2 separate regions of the Zea mays genome follow, and region 1 is linked to region 2. Evidence: chromatin contacts called from public HiChIP or PLAC-seq data. All regions are on one chromosome and are shown on one strand. The core of a region is the stretch at or near the end of the contact, and the rest is flanking DNA. Distances in the headings are between cores, read along the strand shown. Region 1 holds the start of LOC542553 (ferritin 1). Region 2 holds the start of LOC100277294.

Region 1 (5,422 bases), core at 271-2,770, 200 kb after region 2:
ACCAGCTTTTCCAGGGCCAGAGCCAGCTCCATAGCTGAAATCAATAAAAAAGAGAGGCACATATCAGAAATAGACAACAGATTATTAGCTTCCAACTATGTCAAGCTCAAGCATGAACATAACTACAACATAGCTTGATACATAACCAAACATTTACTAACAATAGCTAGCCTTCTATTCTATATAAGTCGTCCTAAATTTGTAGAATTGCTACCAGTCTTTGAATCTATCATCATCCATCGATGCACATACTGAAAGCTTCAACTCATACAGTCATACAACTATGTTCAGACGCAGAATAAATTCCAGTTCTGGACAACCGCGAGCTTTTGTTACTTTCCTTGCTCTACCATTACCAGACTACCAGTACCACACACGCAGACTCTCCTCTGAGGCACTTGGGCATTCAGATCCTATCCTAAACCAGAGGTCAGAACCGGCAAACAAGAAGCAAGAAAATGAGCGGCAACTTACCGTACAGAGCATCTCCTTTCTCAGGGTGGTCAAACTCGGTTAAAGGCGTCACAATCGATTGGAGCCTCACCCTGCCTCCACGTTTGTTCTGGCAGGCGCATTGTCCCGTCAGTACCGCACAGCACGTATTGGCATGTAGCAGAATGGAACGGACCAGAGGGTCAAATGATACCTGGTACTCCATGAGCTTTTCAGCGTGCTCCCTCTCCTCGTCGCTGGATTCCTTGAAGAACCTGGAAGAACCACATCATCGTTAGAGAGGAAAACGTAAAATCGGTATGGATAGCCGAACTTGGTGGCGAGAGGCGACGACTGACTTGGCAAATCCTTTGAGAGCCACGTTGTCGCGGTCGAAGTAGGCGAAGAGGGAGTGGTATGCATACGAGGCGTTGTACTCCACGCTGCACGGCCAGAGAGAGAGGTTCCAGAGTCAAATTGGTGTCGTATGGAGACATTTGTTATTCGGTTAGTGGAGCTGAATCGAAATCAAATCTCACAGATGGATGGAATGGCTGACAGATAACACCCAAAAAATAGCCTAATATGGTAAGAGCATCTTAACAGACAGCACACATAAATCCTAAAATCTGAACGCAAGCAGGAGCATAGCAGAGCAGAGCAGTGTGCGGTAACAGTAGCACTTACTTGATCTGCTCGTTGAGGGCGGCCTCGCAGTCATCGACGAACTTGTGGCGCGCGAGCGACTTGTCTGGGGACTGGGGCACGAGGGCGAGCTCCCCCTTGATCTCCTCGAAGGGCTGGAACACGACCCCGCTGAGCACCTCCTTCCCCTTGCCCGCGGCCCTGCACGCGGCGCCAGCGGCCGGCGAGGCGACGCCGCGCGGCGCCGCCACCCTGACGACGGGAGCAGGGGTCGCGGGCGCACCGGAGAGCTGGGTTGGCACCGCGGCGGCCGGGGACGGGGAAACCCTAAGCATCATCTGGATGTGTCGTGTGGGTGCGTGTGCGTTCGCGTGAATTCTGCGCGTGGGTAGTGGAATGGAATGGGTGGACTGGAGAATAGATGGATGGATGGATTGTGCGGCTGTGCCTTGGAGGAACGAAAGGGATAAATATAGGCGCGTGGGGGTAGCAGATTGGAGACACGTGGACGGCTGAGATTTGGAGAAGGCGGAGGGAGCGCGTGGAGGGCTCGTGGCGGGCGGGGGACTGGGGAGATATTTCTGGATGGTGGAGGCGTCCATTTTTTTTGAGCTTTTCCTTTGGTATACGCCGTTACTACAAGGGTTAGTTCGAGAATACTAATTTCCTATGGGATTTTCATTTTCCCAATGGAAAATAAATTAATTTCCCTTGGAAAAATGAAAATCTCATGAAACATTAGTGTTCCCAAACTAGCCCTAAATAAACTCAAATTTCCCCTTGTCCTAGAACTTATTTTCCCATGAGGCAGGGATACCATAAGGAGTCTGGCATTGTTCTAGGTTCTAGTTTTGACGTGAAGCCGTGGTGTATAATATAAATTTAAATAGTTTTTAAAAATAATTTAAATAAAAATGACTTATCAAAATGTTTTAAAGTTTGCAACTTCAGTTTCATAGTTTCCGAAGCTTCGGATGGCCCGTTTCATCAATTTCACCAAACTTTGTGCAGTCACAGACATAATTTTTTTTGAATGGCTTTAAATTTGGTGGTGGAGAAGTGGTGCATACAGACACCACCCCTTTGGTTGAGAATGTTGAAAATCTCCTCGAACATTAACAATTGTGGAAAATCTTTATTTTGTTTGATTGAAATAACTGTCAACTATAGATTTTATAAGAACGTGACATTTTTGTAAGATGGAAGAGATGAATATGAAAAATCTATTCTGTTGTATAGTTAATTCAGATTTTTTACAACGAATCCGGTCTAGGAAGCTAAACTAAACAGACCCCTAGTATTCAATGTAAATGCAGAGCAGCAAAGGATAACCACGAGACTTGTAGGTGTTGGAATTTATATCGTCCAGTTCATCTAATTAACGGCAGCACGTTATTATTTCAACAAACCTGACGTATATTTAAAATAAAATAAAATAAAAAAAGTGGTCGTGCGGCCGGCACACGCCTCTGATGATGACCCGAGCAAGGATGGAGGAGATAAGATGAAGATTCGTGGTTGCGACAGGACACACATAGAATTCCAAGGCTGTTTGTTGGAGTGAAGGACCACCGCACCCGTCTGAATGGTTGTTGGCTGTACCTTCAGATCTCGCTAGCAACTGATGACTCAGCTCACTAGCGCGTGGCGACCTCACGCGCGCTCTGAACCAGATTGGCCCGGTGCCTACCACCACACCCGTCCTCGTCATCCACGTCTGCATGTGGACACACGCCTTGTCTCTGTTCATCAACTAGCTGTTGGGTACAGTTATAGATGTCAAATGGGCCAGACGGGCCGGCTCGGTTCAGGCACAGCAAGGCCCGACACGAATTTTACTCTCCATTTTTAACTTTGTGTTTTTACCTCTTATTTCGAAAACAAAGCTATCGTTTATCCCTCCCTCCTAACGAGGTTAGTGCAAATCATAATACGAACTACTCCCTTTCTACGTTGTACTAGCGCATCATCAACAGGGGTAAAACCATAAATGCATAGTATAACGAGGGGTAAAATTACAATAAATTGCAGGTGCATTTTTTGTATTTTTGTATTAAATTTAACATTATCAATTGCATATAACAGCGCAAAGGCATGACAGAGGGTAAAATCATAAAATTGAAAAACGAGACACAAAATCACAATTAAAAATTGAGAGAGGGATACAATCACAAATACACCTTACTTTTACTAAATACTCTCTCCATCTACAAATGTTGGTCGTTCTCATTTTTCGGGAAGTCAAATATTTTTAACTTTAACTACATTTATATAAGAAAATATTCATATTTGTAGTACAGTTATAGATGTCCAATGGGCCAGGCGGACCGGCCCGTTCCAGGCACGGCCGGCCCTGAGGGGGGTGCGGCGGGTGCGGCCGCACCGGGCCCCCAAAAACAGAGGGCCCTTTGGCCACTGGACGTTAGCATTTTTTTTCCCGCTAAGCATATCTACTCTAGACATAAATACGCAAGAGCAATGCACTATCAATCAGTTTCGTTTAAATTGTTAAACTAATGTCTCGATTACTTATCTAATATTCACTTCGTTCTAAAATAGTATTTGTTTTAACTCTGGATTTTTATGTCTATATTCAATTAGATGATGAGGAATCAACTAGAGAAGCAAAATAAATTCTATTTTGATACAGAGAGAGTAGTATTTACTATACACATGATGGTTGCATCGACGGAGAGAAGATTTTTAAAATTGAAATATTTTTTGAACTATTTAAGGTCAACAATGACTTAAGAGAGGTTAAATGGTTTGGCGATTATATGTATCTAAAATAAGTTGTTGGATGTGATTGATCTTAATGGTATAAGCGATGATTTGTATCACAAAATGTTAGAAGATATTTTTAATGACATCGGATAACAAGTATGTGTTTTTGCTATATTTTATATTTGTCATCTTATAAACTTGAAAATAGTGCATAATAATTTGTATACGTTGAATATTATATATATTGTGTGTGGATGGGGCCTCCATTTCAGATTTCGCATCAGGCCCCTAAAAGTCAGGAACAGCCCTGGGTCCAAGCACAACAAGGCTCGACACGAATTTTACTCCTCATTTTTAACTTTGTGTGTTTTTACCCCTTGTTTCAAAAACAAAGCTATCGTTTATCTCTCCCTCCTAACGAGGTTAGTGAAAATCATAATTAGTGATAAAAAATGTGAGAATAAATGGACGAAAGATACGAACTACTCTCTTTCTATGTCGTACTAGCGCAACCTCAACAGGGGTAAAATCACAATTGCATAGTATAACGAGAGGTAAAATCACAATAAATTGTAGATGCAGTTTTGTCATTTTTTGTATTAAATTTAACATTGTCAATTGCATATAACAGTGCCGAGGCATGAGAGAGGGTGAAATCATAAAATTGAAAAACGAGACACAATCACAATTAAAAATTGAGAGAGGGGTATGCACCTTACTTTTACTAAATACTCCCTCCATCTACAAATGTTGGTCGTTCTCATTTTTCGGAAAGTCAAACATTTTTAACTTTAACTACATTTATATAATAAAATATTCATATTTGTAGTACATAATTAGTACCAAGATAGATCTTTGAATCTATTTTTTGTAGTAAAATTATTTGAAGATAAAAATGTTACTACTATATTCTATAAATATAATGAAACTTGATAAAATTTGACCAATATGAATACTATATTGACAAACATTTGTAGACCGAGGGTAATAAAATAAACATCGTGCTAGTGACACATTTAAAGACGTTGTCATTTAATTGACTACTAGTACTCCAGCGAGGAGAAGAGTCGTGTGGCGGGCACACGCCTACACCCACATATATGATACTGCCTCTGTCAAAAAAAAAGTCTTATATTTTTTTTAAGAAAAGTCTTTGAAATAAAACTTTGACCATTAATTTCTTTTAAAATATGAAATCTACATATGCAAATTAAATATCATATTAATGTGTTTTTATTACGAATTCAATATACATAACATGTGTACACTAAAAATATATGTTTTTTTTTTGCTAAATTGTTGGTCAATGTTTAAAAACGTTGACTTTTCTAAAAACATAGTCGCCTTATTTTATAGGTAGTAATATCTAGCACCTTCTGCTCTGCATACAAGGTGAAACAGCATGCATATCCTCCGTCCATCGTCTAGAGATCGCATGCAAGAAAGATCCAGTGACCAAGAGATAAGATGAGGGTGGTGAGATTCGTGGTCGCAGACAACACACACAAAACTCCAAGGTCACATGTGGGCTGGACACAGCCTTGTCTCTCTTCACCAGCCGGAGGCCCGGATCGAGCTCCATGTCTTTTTGAACAGCTTGATAGATTCATTGCCTAGTTAC
Region 2 (5,585 bases), core at 964-3,463:
AGGTTCGATCGCATTGGCAGCCCCATCAAGATCCCAACCTGCAGCCTTCATCATGTTGATCAAAGGCTTTGAAAATTCATGTATGGACTGGTATGCATTATCGACAGCAGATGTAAACAAACTTGGCGTCAATTCAATGGAAAAGTAGTTCTCTTCTTCGTCAGATTCCTCTGACTCCCTGTTAAGTAGGCCCCTCTGTTTCAGTTTCTTCTCTAGCTTTGATTTCCGAAGTTTAGCTTCATCAATTTGCTGCTGTAAATGGGTTATCTCAGTGTCTCTAGTCTGGATCTGGGACTGGAACTTCTTTACCATGACCTCGTAGGTCTTCAACAAATTCTGCTGCTCTTGTATTTCAGAGAGCAAGCGTGAATCTTGAGGGGATGCAGCTATTGGCTTAGGATGTTTTTCTCTGTAAGCATGCTTGAGCTCTGAAAGATTTGTAAGCTCCTCTATGACAAGTTTATCAGCTTCCTGGATCTTGTCAGGGTCATATGGGGTGTGGGCTTCCTGCAGCTGAATGTATGCAGATTTTAAAGAGGATATGTTGTTGAATATCCTCCCGATCATAGTGTCCACTGAGTCCCCGTTCTGATTCATGTTCTCATCAACTGGTTGCGGATGAACTCTTTGATTATTGTTATCATAATTTTGCGAGTCCCTTGAGCCTGGGCGGATCATTACTTCTTCACCTCAGGATCAAAGTAGTTCGTAACCTTCAACTTGTCAACCAAAAAATCGACATCCACCTGCAAAGCAACTATTCAGTTCAGGTCACAGATTTTTTAGAACAAGAGATGCAAACTTGATAGTAGTAGTTCAGGCTGGGTTGTCCGGCCAACGTATGGATGGTTCAAAACTATTGTACTACAAATGATTCAAAACTATATTGGTTAAATGGAAATTTGGAAACTGCACAAGACCAAAGTGGCTATATTGGAAGCTAATTTATAGTTCCTGCTAGGCTGCTACTGCCTTCAAAATTATATTGTATCTCATTATTTATTTATGTAAATTATGTAAAATACTAAAACATATCTATACATTTGGTTCTTTCAGAAGCTGCAGTATCCACTTCTATATGCCCAATACTGATCCACGTGCCCCCATATCCATGCTACTTGCTACACAACAGCTCAGGGATCATAACCTCTAACACACATAGCATTTAATTCCCTCTATACACAGGTAGTAACAATGCCTTTCCTTGGGTAATGCTAATGCTACGCTATGCATGCGCTGCTGAACAAACAAAACAACTAAGAAGAAGACTTGACAATTTATTTTTTACTTTTTCATTGCATCGTACATGTACTTATAAACTTGATGTACAGAGTGAGCCAAACACATGGTGCGCCCAGCATCCTAGCAATAGGTATCTGATGACAGATGTAATTGGACTTGGCAGAGAAATCAGCCCCTCAAAGAGTAGTGACACTTTAGGTGCCAGTTGGAACAGTTTCAAAGTACAATATGGCATGCATTGGTTGCTGCAATCCGAATTGAACAATAGATCCCCACAACTTAGGCCAAAGGTAAACAGAAACGAAAAAATATATGACGGGCTGGAATTACGGAGCACTAAAAACATTGATTAGTTGGAGCTCATTCGCTAAAGTGAAACTGTTTCTCTATTTTTTGTCGCCAGGAACTATAAACACATGAACCATAACCGCAGACGCCCATACCAATTTCCTTCCCTCTATATATGCAGGTAGAGTTCCCAGATGGACAAGGTTCCCTGTCGCGCATATCACAGACACATGGTACTGACTAGAGAGTGGTCCCAAAGCGAAGCAAGAACCACGTGAAACCTAATCGTACCTTGCTTCCACGCGAAGTCTAGTCTACAGCAGCCTGCAGCTCTAGTCCTAATCAACAGCAGCATTGATGCACAAAGTAGTGAATCCAGGATACGTGCACCCGTTGTTTCTTGCAAAAAACTCGAAGCTAGTAGGAATCATGGTCAGATCCGGGTTCAGATAGCTTAGGGTTTGGGGTGCTCCGCTTCGGAAAGGAAGGAAGGGAAGGGAGAGAAGGGAGCGGGCATACCTGGTGGGTGATCGTCTCCGGCGAAGAGGGACACAGACCGCCCAGTCGTCGCTGGTGGCGCCGGCGAAGACCCGACGGAGGGGGAGGGCGGTGGCGGTTGCCCAGTCAGTCACCGCACGGAGAGAGAGGCGAGAGAGCGAGTGAGGTGAAGGAAAGGAAAGGGATGTCCGGCCTCGCTCTGGGGGGCCACCTGCAGTGGCGGAGCCTGTCTTTGGATCGTGGCACTGTTGCTGGACTCTTGGGTTTGGGCCCTGCAATTGCGGCACTGCTGGGAGGAAGAAAAAACAAAGAAAAAGTGAAATCTCTACTACTATTAAGGCTGCAAGAGTAGTTGGTCATTCCCGTGTTCTGTCATCATTCATGTTCTGCCATTCCCGTTTTCTTTATTCTGTCTTTCTCATTCCCTCCTCCCGCAAAGCTCATTCCCATTCTCATTCCCCCGTACAGCCCACGTCTAGCTAAAATTAAAAAAAAACACATGTCCTCAAAGGGATTTGAACTCGTGACCTCTTAGCAAAGGCCAAGAGTAGCTATCACTACACCACATATGTGTTTATGTCTACATCTATGACAGGAAACACATCTACTACATCTCTCACCAAGCTCACTTGCTACCCTTGCACAATGCGTAGTAGTAGATAAGTATCACCGAGATTCTTGAATTAGATTTTTGGATGGATGTAATATTATTTAAAGAAGAGCTTTGCATGCAATTTCTTTTGTTTGAATAATGTATTATACTTAAATTCCTTTTTTTGCATGCGTGACATTTTTCTTCGTACTATTTTTTCCATAGATCAGACTTCTGAGTCATTTTCATAAACCAACACCAAGCATGAATCCATGTTTCTTACTTGAAACCCCGAACAAACACCATGAGCAGGAGGCACTCACGTTGGCGTCGCTCATCGATGACGAGAAGAAGCTTGGCGACTGTCAGTTCGACCTCTAGAAGCAGTCCTACGTGGTCGCATGCGCCGCTGTGTACGACAAGCTCCCGCGAAGCCACCACTTGGACGCGGTCCAGAGCAGCTGCACCGCGCTGTCCATCATTAAGCAGGGAGGCCTCATGGTTGTCGCCAACATCGACGACTCTCGGGTTGTTCTGGACACCGCATCCGACGACGATGCCATCACGTCGTCTAGCTCATCGTCCACCTGAAGCTCAACCTACCACGTAAGTCGCTACTGACCGGACATGAATTCTTGTGCGCTGGGACGATGGACGTTGCTGACGTTGTGTGAGTGTCCTCGAACATGATGTATGTAGTGGAGTAGCGCATCTGGTGGTGCAACGGCCATGGGTACTACCTCGCTGATGAGCCCGGGGTACACTTCGTTTGGCAGCCCAACCAAGAGTCATCGGTACTCGTCATGTCGCGCGCGTTCGACGACTACTATATCGAGGATTGTGGCGTCATCTTAGCGTCGGAGGTGACGCAGAGGAGGATCGACAATAGTGACCAGTTCGTCATCCTCGCCACCGTCAGGGTAGCTTTTGTGCCGACCTGCCTTTAATTCTCTTCGCAAACACATACATTTACCTTTTTGTTTAAGCAAGAGCGTATGGTGGTGCGTGTTTGATGACTAATGATGTACGAGGAAATTTCTTCCAGCATATATGGAACGTGCTCTCCAATGATGAGACCATACAAATCGTGGCATATATCGAAGTCTGCATGATACTGATGGTTGCAATGTAGTGGTGAAACAACTAGATTAAAATAACAAAATTTATGTATGACTAGGATCACAAATTGATTATGAAACATTTTCTCATAACAATATAACACACATTTTATATATAAGTTATCGTAGTATACTGGTATTATATATTACCGTCGCAACGCACGGGCACTCAGCTAGTAATTATGAATATAGAAAGCTTACCCCTTTGGAACAAAGAAGAATTGAGTTCCTAAAAATCCTATAATTTTTTTATAGAACGATCCATTTGTCGGGGACCATAATTAGGGGTACCCCAAGACTCCTAATCTCACCTGGTAACCCCCATCAGCACAAAGCTGCAAAGGCCTGATGGGCGCGATTAAGGTCAAGGCTCAGTCCGCTCAAGGGACACGATCTCGCCTCGTCCGAGCCCAGCCTCGGGCAAAGGCAGCCGACCCTGGAGGATTCACATCTCGCCCGAGGGCCCCCTCAAGCAACGGACACGCCTTCGGCTCGCCCGAGGCCCAGTCTTCGCAGAGAAGCAACCTTGGCCAGATCGCCACGCCAACCGACCGTATCGCAGGAGCATTTAATGCAAGGATCGTCTGACACCTTATCCTGATGCGCGCTCTTCATTCGACAGAGCCGAAGTGATCGTAGTCACTTCGCCGCTCCACTGACCGACCTGACAAGAAAACAGTGCCGCCTGCGTCACTCCGACTGCTGCGCCACTCAACAGAGTGAGGCTGACAGCAACTAAGTCCAGCCTCGGACGCCATAGGAAGCTCCGCCCCGCCTGACCCAGGGCTCGAGCTCAACCTCGACACTGGACGACGAACTCCGCTTCGCCCGACCCTAGGGCTCGGACTCAGCCTCGGCTCCGGAAGACGATGGACTCCGCGTCGCCCGACCCCAGGGCTCGGACTCAGCCTCGACTCCGGAAGACGATGAACTCCGCCTCGCCCGACCCCAGGGCTCGGACTCAGCCTCGGCTCTGGAAGACGACGAACTCCGCCTCGCCCGATCCCAGGGCTCGGACTCAACCTCGACCTCGGAGGAGCCTCCGCCTCGCCCGACCTAGGGCTCGGACCCACCACGTCACAGGGGGGGCCATCATTACCCTACCCCTAGCTAGCTCAGGCTACAGGGAACAAGACCGGCGTCCCATCTGGCTCGTCCCAGTAAACAAGTAATGATGGCGCCCCGCATGCTCCATGACGACGGCGGCTCTCAGTCCCTTACGGAAGCAAGGAGACGTCGGCAAGGACTCGACAGCCCCGACAGCTGTCCTTCCGCAAGGCTCCAGCGCTCCTCCGACGGCCACGACATCACATGAACAGGGTGCGAAAACCTCTCCGACTGCCACGACGGCGTGTACTTAGGGCTCTAGCTCCTCTCTGCTAGACACGTTAGCACACTGCTACACCCCCCATTGTACACCTGGACCCTCTCCTTACGCCTATAAAAGGAAGGTCCAGGGCTCTCGTACGAGAAGGTTGGCCGCGCGGGAGAACGGGCCAACGCGTAAGTCTCTCGCTCTCTCCCACGCGGACGCTTGTAACCCCCTACTGCAAGCGCACCCGACCTGGGCGCAGGACAACACGAAGGCCGCGGGTTTCCCCTTTTGCCTGTCTCCTTCCCCCCTTCGTGCTCCGTCTCGCGCCGACCCATCTAGGCTGGGACACGCGGTGACAATTTACTCGTCGGTCCAGGGACCCCCTGGGGTCGAAACGCCGACAGTTGGCGCGCCAGGTAGGGGCCTGCTGCGTGTTGACGAACAGCTTCCCGTCAAGCTCCAGATGGGTAGTCTCCAGCAACCTCTCCAACCTAGGACGATTCTCTGTTTCGGGAGTCTTGAGTTCATGTCC

The links. HiChIP or PLAC-seq counts read pairs in DNA pulled down with a chosen protein or histone mark.
Region 1: a contact with region 2 is called in an H3K4me3 HiChIP or PLAC-seq map of leaf, with 2.5 times the contacts expected there. The contact joins the promoter of LOC542553 here to the promoter of LOC100277294 in region 2. A contact is called at or near these places in 2 of 25 Hi-C or Micro-C datasets (both in leaf) and 1 of 3 datasets of contacts at active chromatin or transcription factors (leaf).

What each region holds. Positions count from the first base shown.
Region 1 is chr4:188,949,677-188,955,098 of Zm-B73-REFERENCE-NAM-5.0, forward strand. LOC542553 (ferritin 1) reads right to left here and starts at 1,521. Exons shown (of 8, transcript NM_001112093.2): 1 at 1,120-1,521; 2 at 792-875; 3 at 647-707; 4 at 475-562; 5 at 1-34. The coding sequence starts at 1,415.
Region 2 is chr4:188,748,017-188,753,601 of Zm-B73-REFERENCE-NAM-5.0, forward strand. LOC100277294 reads right to left here and starts at 2,214. Exons shown (of 2, transcript NM_001150899.2): 1 at 2,050-2,214; 2 at 1-746. The coding sequence starts at 678.